Linked DNA regions of Mus musculus: region 2 is linked to region 1. The links are chromatin contacts, called in public promoter capture Hi-C maps. All regions are on one chromosome and are shown on one strand. Each heading gives the region's core, a stretch centred on a gene start, on an enhancer-like site or on the middle of the called end of the contact. The rest is flanking DNA. Distances are from core to core; before and after follow the strand shown. Region 1 holds the start of AY512931 (cDNA sequence AY512931). Region 2 holds the start of Sorbs2os (sorbin and SH3 domain containing 2, opposite strand).

Evidence for each region. Promoter capture Hi-C pulls out the DNA fragments that hold promoters and counts their contacts.
Region 2: a contact with region 1 is called in a promoter capture Hi-C map of embryonic stem cells, with 2.0 times the contacts expected there. The contact joins the promoter of Sorbs2os here to the promoter of AY512931 in region 1. A contact is called at or near these places in 4 of 39 promoter capture datasets (embryonic stem cells, liver and stem cell-derived epiblast-like cells).

The regions. Positions count from the first base shown.
Region 1 is chr8:45,062,745-45,067,065 of GRCm38.p6, forward strand. It overlaps AY512931 (cDNA sequence AY512931), which reads right to left and starts at 2,674. Exons shown (of 5, transcript NR_033588.1): 1 at 2,350-2,674; 2 at 2,181-2,265; 3 at 437-564; 4 at 225-323.
Region 2 is chr8:45,816,982-45,821,231 of GRCm38.p6, forward strand. It overlaps Sorbs2os (sorbin and SH3 domain containing 2, opposite strand), which reads right to left and starts at 2,316. Exons shown (of 6, transcript NR_045739.1): 1 at 2,124-2,316. It overlaps Sorbs2 (sorbin and SH3 domain containing 2), which reads left to right. Exons shown (of 24, transcript NM_001205219.1): 22 at 2,738-2,787.

The sequences.
Region 1 (4,321 bases), core at 1,424-3,923:
AAATAACCGCAACAGATTCCACGGTGTCTAGACCATACCCTTATCTATGAACTATTGCTACAGGATTATAACCACAGTATAGGCAGTATCTATTGTTATCACCCCCAAATTATAAGTATTTGTTCTTGATTGCAAAACTACATCTTAATGACTTTTGCAGTTGCTGTGATCAAACACCCGTCACCACACTAGTGTCTAGAATGAAGACTCTATTTGAGGCTTACTCTCCCCAGAGGATAAACCCATCACCGTTATGGCGGGAAGCATGGCAGCAGGCAAAATGACTGGAACAGTAACTGAGGGCTCACCACACGAACCACAAACTGGAAGCAGAAAGAGTGTATTAAAAACCACACCGGGCTCGGAAAACCCCAAAGGCCGCTTGCTCCCAGTGATGTACTTCCTCCTCCAGCAAGACCACACCCCCTAAACCTACCCAAGCAGCAGTCACCAACTGGTGACCAAATACTCAGATGCTCGAGAGTATGGGGACCGCCTCATTCAGACCAACGTAGTGGAGGATGGACAAAGTTCACCCTGTTCTGTAGGACTATGAGGGCGTGTCTAGAGAAGAAAATCGAAGTTCTCATTCTTTCAGCCTGCTTCTCCCACACTTTGCCTTGCGAGGTCCATTTCACCTTGGCTTTAAAGTGTTAGAGACGCTGAAGCTCCGCCCCTTGTCCCCACTCTGCACCTGGCCTCATTCTTTCATTCTATTCGTCATCACCTGGCTCTTTCACCTCGTGAGCCGTGTTCTCAAATATTAGCTTAGACCGCTTTCTCTTTACCCAGTCAACATAACCGGCAACAGAAGTTACTTAGGAGGAGTGGGGGCCACTGACTGTGAAGCAGTTTCTTGGTGTGGTTACAGGGTCACAAGCATGGAGCTACGGAACAATCCTTTATTACGGAGAGCAGCCTGTTGGGTGCTTACGGAAGCCCCTGGCTTGATTTCCAGAATGCAGGAGGCTGGGCGGGGCGGCACATGCTTGCAATCCTAACCCTCAGGGAGCAGAAGCAGGAAGGTCAGAAGTTCAAAGTGACCCTTGGCTAGGGCCTTTGAGGTCAGAGTTGCGTGAGATCCCATCTTACAACAAAACACCCCCCCCCCCCCCACACACACACACACACAAAACAAAGAGCAAAATTATTATATTATGGGCTTGGTTTTTTGTTTGTTTGTTTGTTTGTTTTGCTTTGTTCTGGTTTTGTCTCTCGGTGAGAGTAGATCATAAAGAGCCTTTCTGCTCACTTTGTAAATCTTTTCAAAACTAAAGCAGCTGGAGTGATGGCTCTGCGGTTAAGAGCACTGACTGCTCTTTCAGGGATCCTGAGTTCAAATCCCAGCAACCACACAGTGGCTCACAACCATCTGTAATGGGATCTGATGCCCTCTTCTTGTCTGAAGACAGCTACAGTGTACTAATACATAAAATAAAAATAAATCTGTAAAAACAAACCTAAAGCAGCTGGGGGGGGGGCGGGGGCGGGCGGGACATCTCTGAGTGAATTTCCAGCTCAGAACACAAGAACAATACCCTCATGGACCACTGACCACTTCATGCTTCGCTGAGAGAAAAGGACATAGAATGACGCCCTCCTGTCCTTGCTGGCAAGAACAATGGAGGTGAGGCTCTTGGGCCCCTAGTTCAGAAAGTACCATCCCCCCTCACTGTTAGCATTTCTTCTAGGCTCCGCCCCACAGTTACCTGGCAACAGCCAGGAGTGCCTGACTCACTATAAAAGGGACTGTTTTCTCCTCTCTCTCTCTCTCTCTCTCTCTCTCTCTCTCTCTCTCACACACACACACACACACACACACACACACACACACACACACCCCTTCTCTGTCCCTTCTCTCCCCATTCCCCTCCCCCACTCTCTCTCCACGTGTTCATGGTCTCCTCTGTCTCTTTCCCTCTCCCTTCCCCTCCCCCCCCCCTCCCTCTCCCTTTCTCTGTCTCTACCACCCCCTCAACTCCCCTCCTCATGACCTGAATAAACTCTATTCCATACTATATCTGACACTTGGCTGGTCCCTCAGCAGGAAGGAATGCCTCAGCAAGGGCCTGCGCCTCACCATACCAAAAATATCCCTGGCCTTTCTGTCTTTCTGGGTAGTGGTCGGGGTGGAAAGGGAACCGGTTCACTGGGGGTGCTCCACCAGTATTATCACTCACTTGTCTGAAATCTTTTACCTATGGTCAGCTCCATTATTGTGTCTCCTCCAGCACGACCACACACAGAGGCCCCTCTCTGGCTCTCCTGGAAAAAAAAAAAACAAAAACAAAAACAAAAAAACTTATTTTTCACAGTCATGGTTCCTGGGTTCCAAATGTTTTGACTTACTGAAGTTTCCCAGGCGTGCTCAGGAGACACTTGGAACGAAATTGCTCATGACATTCAGGTCCCGGTTCTAATTCAAGCTTTATGGCGGGCCCCTCTAGAAAAAATAGAACCTCTCCTAAGATCAAAGGGATTGGAGTTCCCCACACCCTCGGGGTTTAAGATGAGGTCTCAGCCCTGCTATAGATGGGCTAACTCATGGCTGAAATCTAATGTTTTCTTGAGGCAGAACTAAGTTTATCAAATCTGGACAAGTCTCTGTTGCTTTAGAGGTAGGCGAATTTCTATACATGTGGCACCAGGTGTGCTCTCTCCCTCTCCCTCTTTCTCTCCCTCTTTCTCTCCCTCTCCCCCTCCTCCCTCTCCCTCCCCCTCTCCTCCTCTCCCTCTCCCCCTCTCTCTCCCCCTCTCCCCTTCTTCCCCTCCCCCTCCCCCCTCTCTCCCCCTCTCCCTCTCCCCCTCCCCTCCCCTTCCCTCTCCCCCTCCTCCCTCTCCTCCCTCTCCTCCCTCCCTCTCCCTCCCCCCCCCCTGTGTGGTGTGTTCACACAGTGTGATGGTTTGTATATCCTTGGACCAGGGAGTGGCACCATCTGAAGGCGTGGCCTTGTTGGAATAGGTGTGAACTGGTTGGAATGGGTGTGTCACTGTGGGTGTGGGCTTAAGATCCTCACCCTAGTTGCCTGGAAGTCAGTCTTCCACTAGCAGCCTTTGGATGAAGACATAGAACTCTCAGCTCCTCCTGCGCCATGCTTGCCTGGATACTGCCAGGCTCCCACCTTGATGATAATGGACTGAACCTCTGAACCTGTAAGCCAGCCCCAATTAAATGTTGTTTTTTATAGACTTGTCTTGGTCATGGTGTCTGTTCACAGCAGTAAAACCCTAACTAAGACACACAGCAATATCCTTTATTTGAGCCCAGCAGGCAGTGTTCAGGTGTATAATGTATGATCATACATCTTCTCTTTCAGTGGTAGAAAAAAAAATCCCACAGAGGCTTTTAATGTATTCAGGACTTGTGTTCAGCAAGGTTTTGAGCAGCAGAGAACCCATTTATAGGGAAATTAATGATTCAGTTTCTCACCTGTAGTTGGAAGGAAAAAAAGAATGTATCTTTCTCTGTTAGCTACTGTGATAGACAAATGCTCTTGTCCTACCAGGAGACCTCATTCCTTTCCCAGCATGCCACTGGAGATCCAGCCCTCCTCTGAGATAAAGCACTTCTGGGTCTGCTTTGAGCTCAGGCATTCTTTCCAGGTCAGTCTCAGGAGTTGCATGGAGAGTGCAGGAGCTATGTCTTGTAGCAGTTCCCACAAAGATCACAAGTCCATCTTTAAGCTGTTCTTGTCCACTGCAGCTCTTACTGTAAACCATAACTGAAAAATCAGCTCTCTTGTGGGCCCCACTTTTCAGGCTTACTAGGTGTGTGTGTATGTGTGTGTGTGTGTGTGTGTGTGTGAGAGAGAGAGAGAGAGAGAGAGACAGAGAGACAGAGAGACAGAGAGACAGAGAGAGAGACAGCCAAGGCACATGTGTCAGAGAACAACCTTGGGCCTTGGGTGTGAGTCCTTGCCTTCTGCCTTGTTTGAGGCAGTCTTTATTGGTCCGTGTTGGAAACACCGGGCTTTGGACTTATAACTGTTCCTCTCTGCTCCCCATCGGGACACAGAGGCATGTCTGTGTGGGATCTGGAGATAAGAACTCAGGACTTTCAAAAAGGGGCTGGGATGGGAGGAACTGGGACAAGTAAAGGGAACAAAAACCATAATCAGGATGTATTAGATGAGAAAAAAAATTGATTTTTAATGAAATGTGGGAAAGGAACTTAGGTCTCAAACTTAGCAAGTTGAGCCATTGGGCCGTCTTGTTAGCCCAGTTTTGGTTTTTTTAAAAATATACAATTTACAAGGACTTCAGAGAGAAAATGGAGGAAAAAGCTTTGTGTATTTACCCCCAAATTGAGCCTTTTTGATTT
Region 2 (4,250 bases), core at 1,066-3,565, 750 kb after region 1:
AGTGCAGGCTAACAAGTCATTTCTTCTCAAGAATTGAGACTGCAGAAAAGGAAGAGCGTGGCCAGCAAAACAGATCATTATTACTTCCAATTATCTTGTAGGCTTCAGAACATCCTTTCAAAAAAATCAATCTAGGCCCAAGGGATTTAATCCCTGTTAACAAAAGGCGCAACTTTTACATGTTACTACCACTGACCACCACTAGGTGGCGATGGGGTGCACAAACTGTAGCAAAGATGGTATTTGGAAGCACTTTGCTTGAATAACCCACAGGAAACCCAAAACACAGATGCTGAGTTTAACCAAATCAATCCATCTAGTCCGTCATAATACGTCATTCAACAGAGGGCCAATCAAAATCGTCCTTCCATCTCTTTTTGTCATTTAATGAAGGGCAAAATGTCTTTAGATGTACGTCTGTGTAACTAACACCCACAGTGAAGTTGAACTATTACCTCTGGGGTTTTCACTGTATAGCATGTAAGATTAAGGAGAGGAATCTGTATATGGCAAAAGAAAACTATGAGGTGAATTATCTATTCCTTTATGGGCTCCACAGGGGGAAGAGGCTTCTTATCCTGTTTGTCTCCCTGATCTTAGGCTGAGGCATCTAAGCTGCATGACCAAGGTCGATAGCAGACAGTGCCCCACACAGACACAAATGCACATCCATAAGTGACCGTCAACACTACAATCCCTCTCCTCGCCAAGGACCCGTAAACTATATTAACTCTAATGCCGGAATGGGCAAGTTTCCTTAGAAACAGATCAGTAGTTATCCATTCATCTGAGGAAGATTCCTATCCAAGAAACTCTTTGAAATGTCACAAAAGTCACAATTGAATGAGATAGCGCAAACCCTTCATATTACAGGGTGGAAATTGCTGGCACACACCCAGGAATTACGTGAGCCCCACACAAAGAGCCCAGCTTTCCTAACTGTCAAAAAGACAGTGTACTTAAATAATTAGGGAGGTTGGAGGATCAAAGGCTGTGAGCAAGTAAAAGTCTAATGATAATACTAAATACCGGACTATCACCCCCAAATCTCCTTACTAACAGGTTGATACAGTTGTTAACTTCAAAAGGAATTAGAAAAGAACTGGAAGGGTAATGTGTACATTATGGGTGACTTGCACTTGTTTCTCTGTGTATTACATTAATTAATGATTCCTTAAATTAAAAGTCTCAAAAATGTCTAGAGGAAGGTCCCTCTTATGTAGCCCTGTAGGCCGGCCTTGAGCTCACTGAGATCTGCCTCCAGAGTGCTGAGATTAAAGGCATGCACCACCATACACAGCTTAGTCTTCATTATCCTTGAAAATAATATCATTTATGCATTCGATATTTTATATTTAATAATATCGTTTGTAAATTTAAATACTGTTTTATAGGAGTAAAGCATCTATGGGGCTGGGAATTCCTATCCATTCTTCAGTTTTAAATTTATGTATTCCATCATAGATATTGAAAAAAATTACAGGAATACTACTTTAAAATGTTCCCAATTAATAGGCTTACAGCAGTGAACTTAATTTGCACTAAGTTAATGATGTGGGTTAGGAAATGACGGTTGAATTTCGAAAGGGGTCTGTTCACAGTCTCATACTGACTGCAACCCCAGGGCTCTCTACCCACCCTTGGACCAGAGGTGTCTATGGACAGTGTCAGGGTAAATCCGTCTAGTTTATGATGATCAATAGTAATGATGTGTATCCAAGCACTGGTCCTGGTACCTGAAGACGTGGCCCTAGTGACTAATTGCATTATTATTAGCTTCTAGGCTCTGCGTTTGTTATCTTAGCAGGTAGCTGTCATTTAGCAGAACAATATTTGAAATGTGAATGGGTCATATGTATCTCTTTCCCTGAAACATAGCATATGGGTGGTTGATGTAAAATACACTGAGCTTCCATATTCAACAAACATGTTCAATTGCATTCTCTGAAGTATTTGTGTGGCTATACAGGATGCTAAGGCTCGTCATTTCCAATATTATAAGTATCTATTACAGATACTGGTCTTGATGCTTAGTTTAAAAAGAAAGGAAACTCTTTTGAGAGTTCAGTGCACTGGGGATTCCTACCAATATTTCTCTTCGAAGGTAAAGCATTATATGTTACCTGGATCTTGTCCGTTTGCATTCTTCTTAAAGTTCTCTGTGTTCCCTTTGGAAAACTGCATGTGCTTCCCTGACCCGGCCCTCACCCGGTTGCGAGCGGAGAGTTTAAATTCGCATCCAGCATGGGATGTCTGGCTCTTGACTTTTTCATCTGTACCGTACGTGGCAATGTCTTCCGTGAAGGGAAAGGCTGGGAGCGAGTGTGGTTCCGGCTGGGCGTGACTTCCCTCTGCTTGTCTGAGAAAGCGCTGGAGAGTGAGGTTGAATGGTGTCCAGCCTCCCCGCTCCTGTGGTTTTTGTTCTTGCTCTTGCCATATTCCTGACCTTGGAAAAATCAATGAGACTAAATGTCAACTTCCCCCAAAGCTTGAGGAGACCAGATTGTGCTCAAAAGTTTGAACCTCGGGTATTTTGACTTTAAGCACCCTTCAAAATACTTGAATTACTAAGCATACAGAAACCCTTTATTTGGTGGACTTTTTTTTTCTTCCTCTTGGTTTTTTACAACAGGAAATATTAAATGTCAAGAAAAAAAAGTACCATGCTATTACCCAAATTGCCTTTTTAATGATACCAGTTCAAACATTGATGACATTGAAAATCATTTCGTTTCAGCCACAGCGTCCTGGGTTCTCTCATGAAAACATTCAAGGTGGGGGAGAACCGTAAGTATTCTTCTTATCTTCTAAATGAAAGGCTAACCTCGAGCCACAAGGTGGGCAATACAGGCACCACATAGATACAGAGGATAGTAGGACTTTGCAAGTGATGGGGATCAAATAGCAAACATGGGGTCTCCAGTACAAGAGATCACATTGTTCTGCTTTGTCAATGAGATCAGATGCTAAGGTTTAAGGGAAAACAGAAGGGCTGGTGGGATAACTCAATGGTTACGAGAACTGGCTGCTCTTCCAAAGGACCTAGGTTCAATTCCCAGCATCCACAAGGTGGCTCATAACCATCTGTCACTCCAGTTCCAGAGGGTCCAACACCCTCTCCTAGCTTCCATGGGTACCAGGCACTCAAGTGGTACAAATACAAACATGTGAGCAAAACAAGTATATACATACAATTAAAATATAAATAAGTAATAGAAGAAAACAGAAAATGATTTGTACACGGAGGAAATCATACAATGTTCTACTGACTCCTACACATTTAGAAATCTGCCTTTTCCTTGGCTGGCTGTGTAACTGGTAACCACAACTTTGTTTCACCTTTGAATACTTCAAAAGTATACTTAAGGTATAATTCCAAAATTATAACATGTGCTTTAAAATGTCTTTTGAAAAAAAATAGCAGTATTAAAGCACTCACTACTGTTCAAATGTATGATACAATCTCCATGCACAGCAAGAATGTGCCTTTTCAAATGTTCCCCCCAAATCTCCTCTCCTTTCTGACACATACATTAAACCAACCTGCAAGTACCAGCCATTGTCTTTCAGAGTTTCATTTGTCTTTCTATGGCCCAGTTTACAGTAGCGACTCAGATAAATAGAGACAAAAGGGCACTTCGCTTCCTATGGACCCCTGCCTGTGCTGAGTGAAAAGGACACCTCCAGAAGCCACACCATGGTCCTCAGCCTTGCCCCGTACACCTCAGCACTCTGCCCAAGCTCTGCTCACTAGTAAAAAACCATGCTGACCAAAGATGACTTTTTGTGGGCAGGCCCTGGTACAGAACTGGTGTTTTCTGCACCAAAAGTCTTGGTTCTTCATGGTTGAAAAGGCGCCTTTTGGACCTCACCACTATTTTCTGAAAGTGCCTCTCCCCCACTCTGGCTGGAAAAGTGTTCTTCTGAAGTCCCCACCACAACCAGACTAGGTGAAAAGCAAGGGTCACTGAAAAACTTCACTTAACTGCAAAACTTTAAGAACACTTCTCAATAATGTTTCTGCTGTTCTTTTAAGTGTGCCAACAATGAGAGGATTGAGGCACAACACTACACCCCGTTTGTAACATTCTTGTTACAAAATAGATGTCTAGGGTGACCGCATTTTGTTAGCATGCTCTATTAAACAGCTTTCCAGATGTATGAAAATTGTGTTCTGTTGAACTTTGTTGTGTGTATGCAGCTGTGGCATGTGGCTGTTCTAAAATCACAGAGCCCACAGGTGGAGAAAA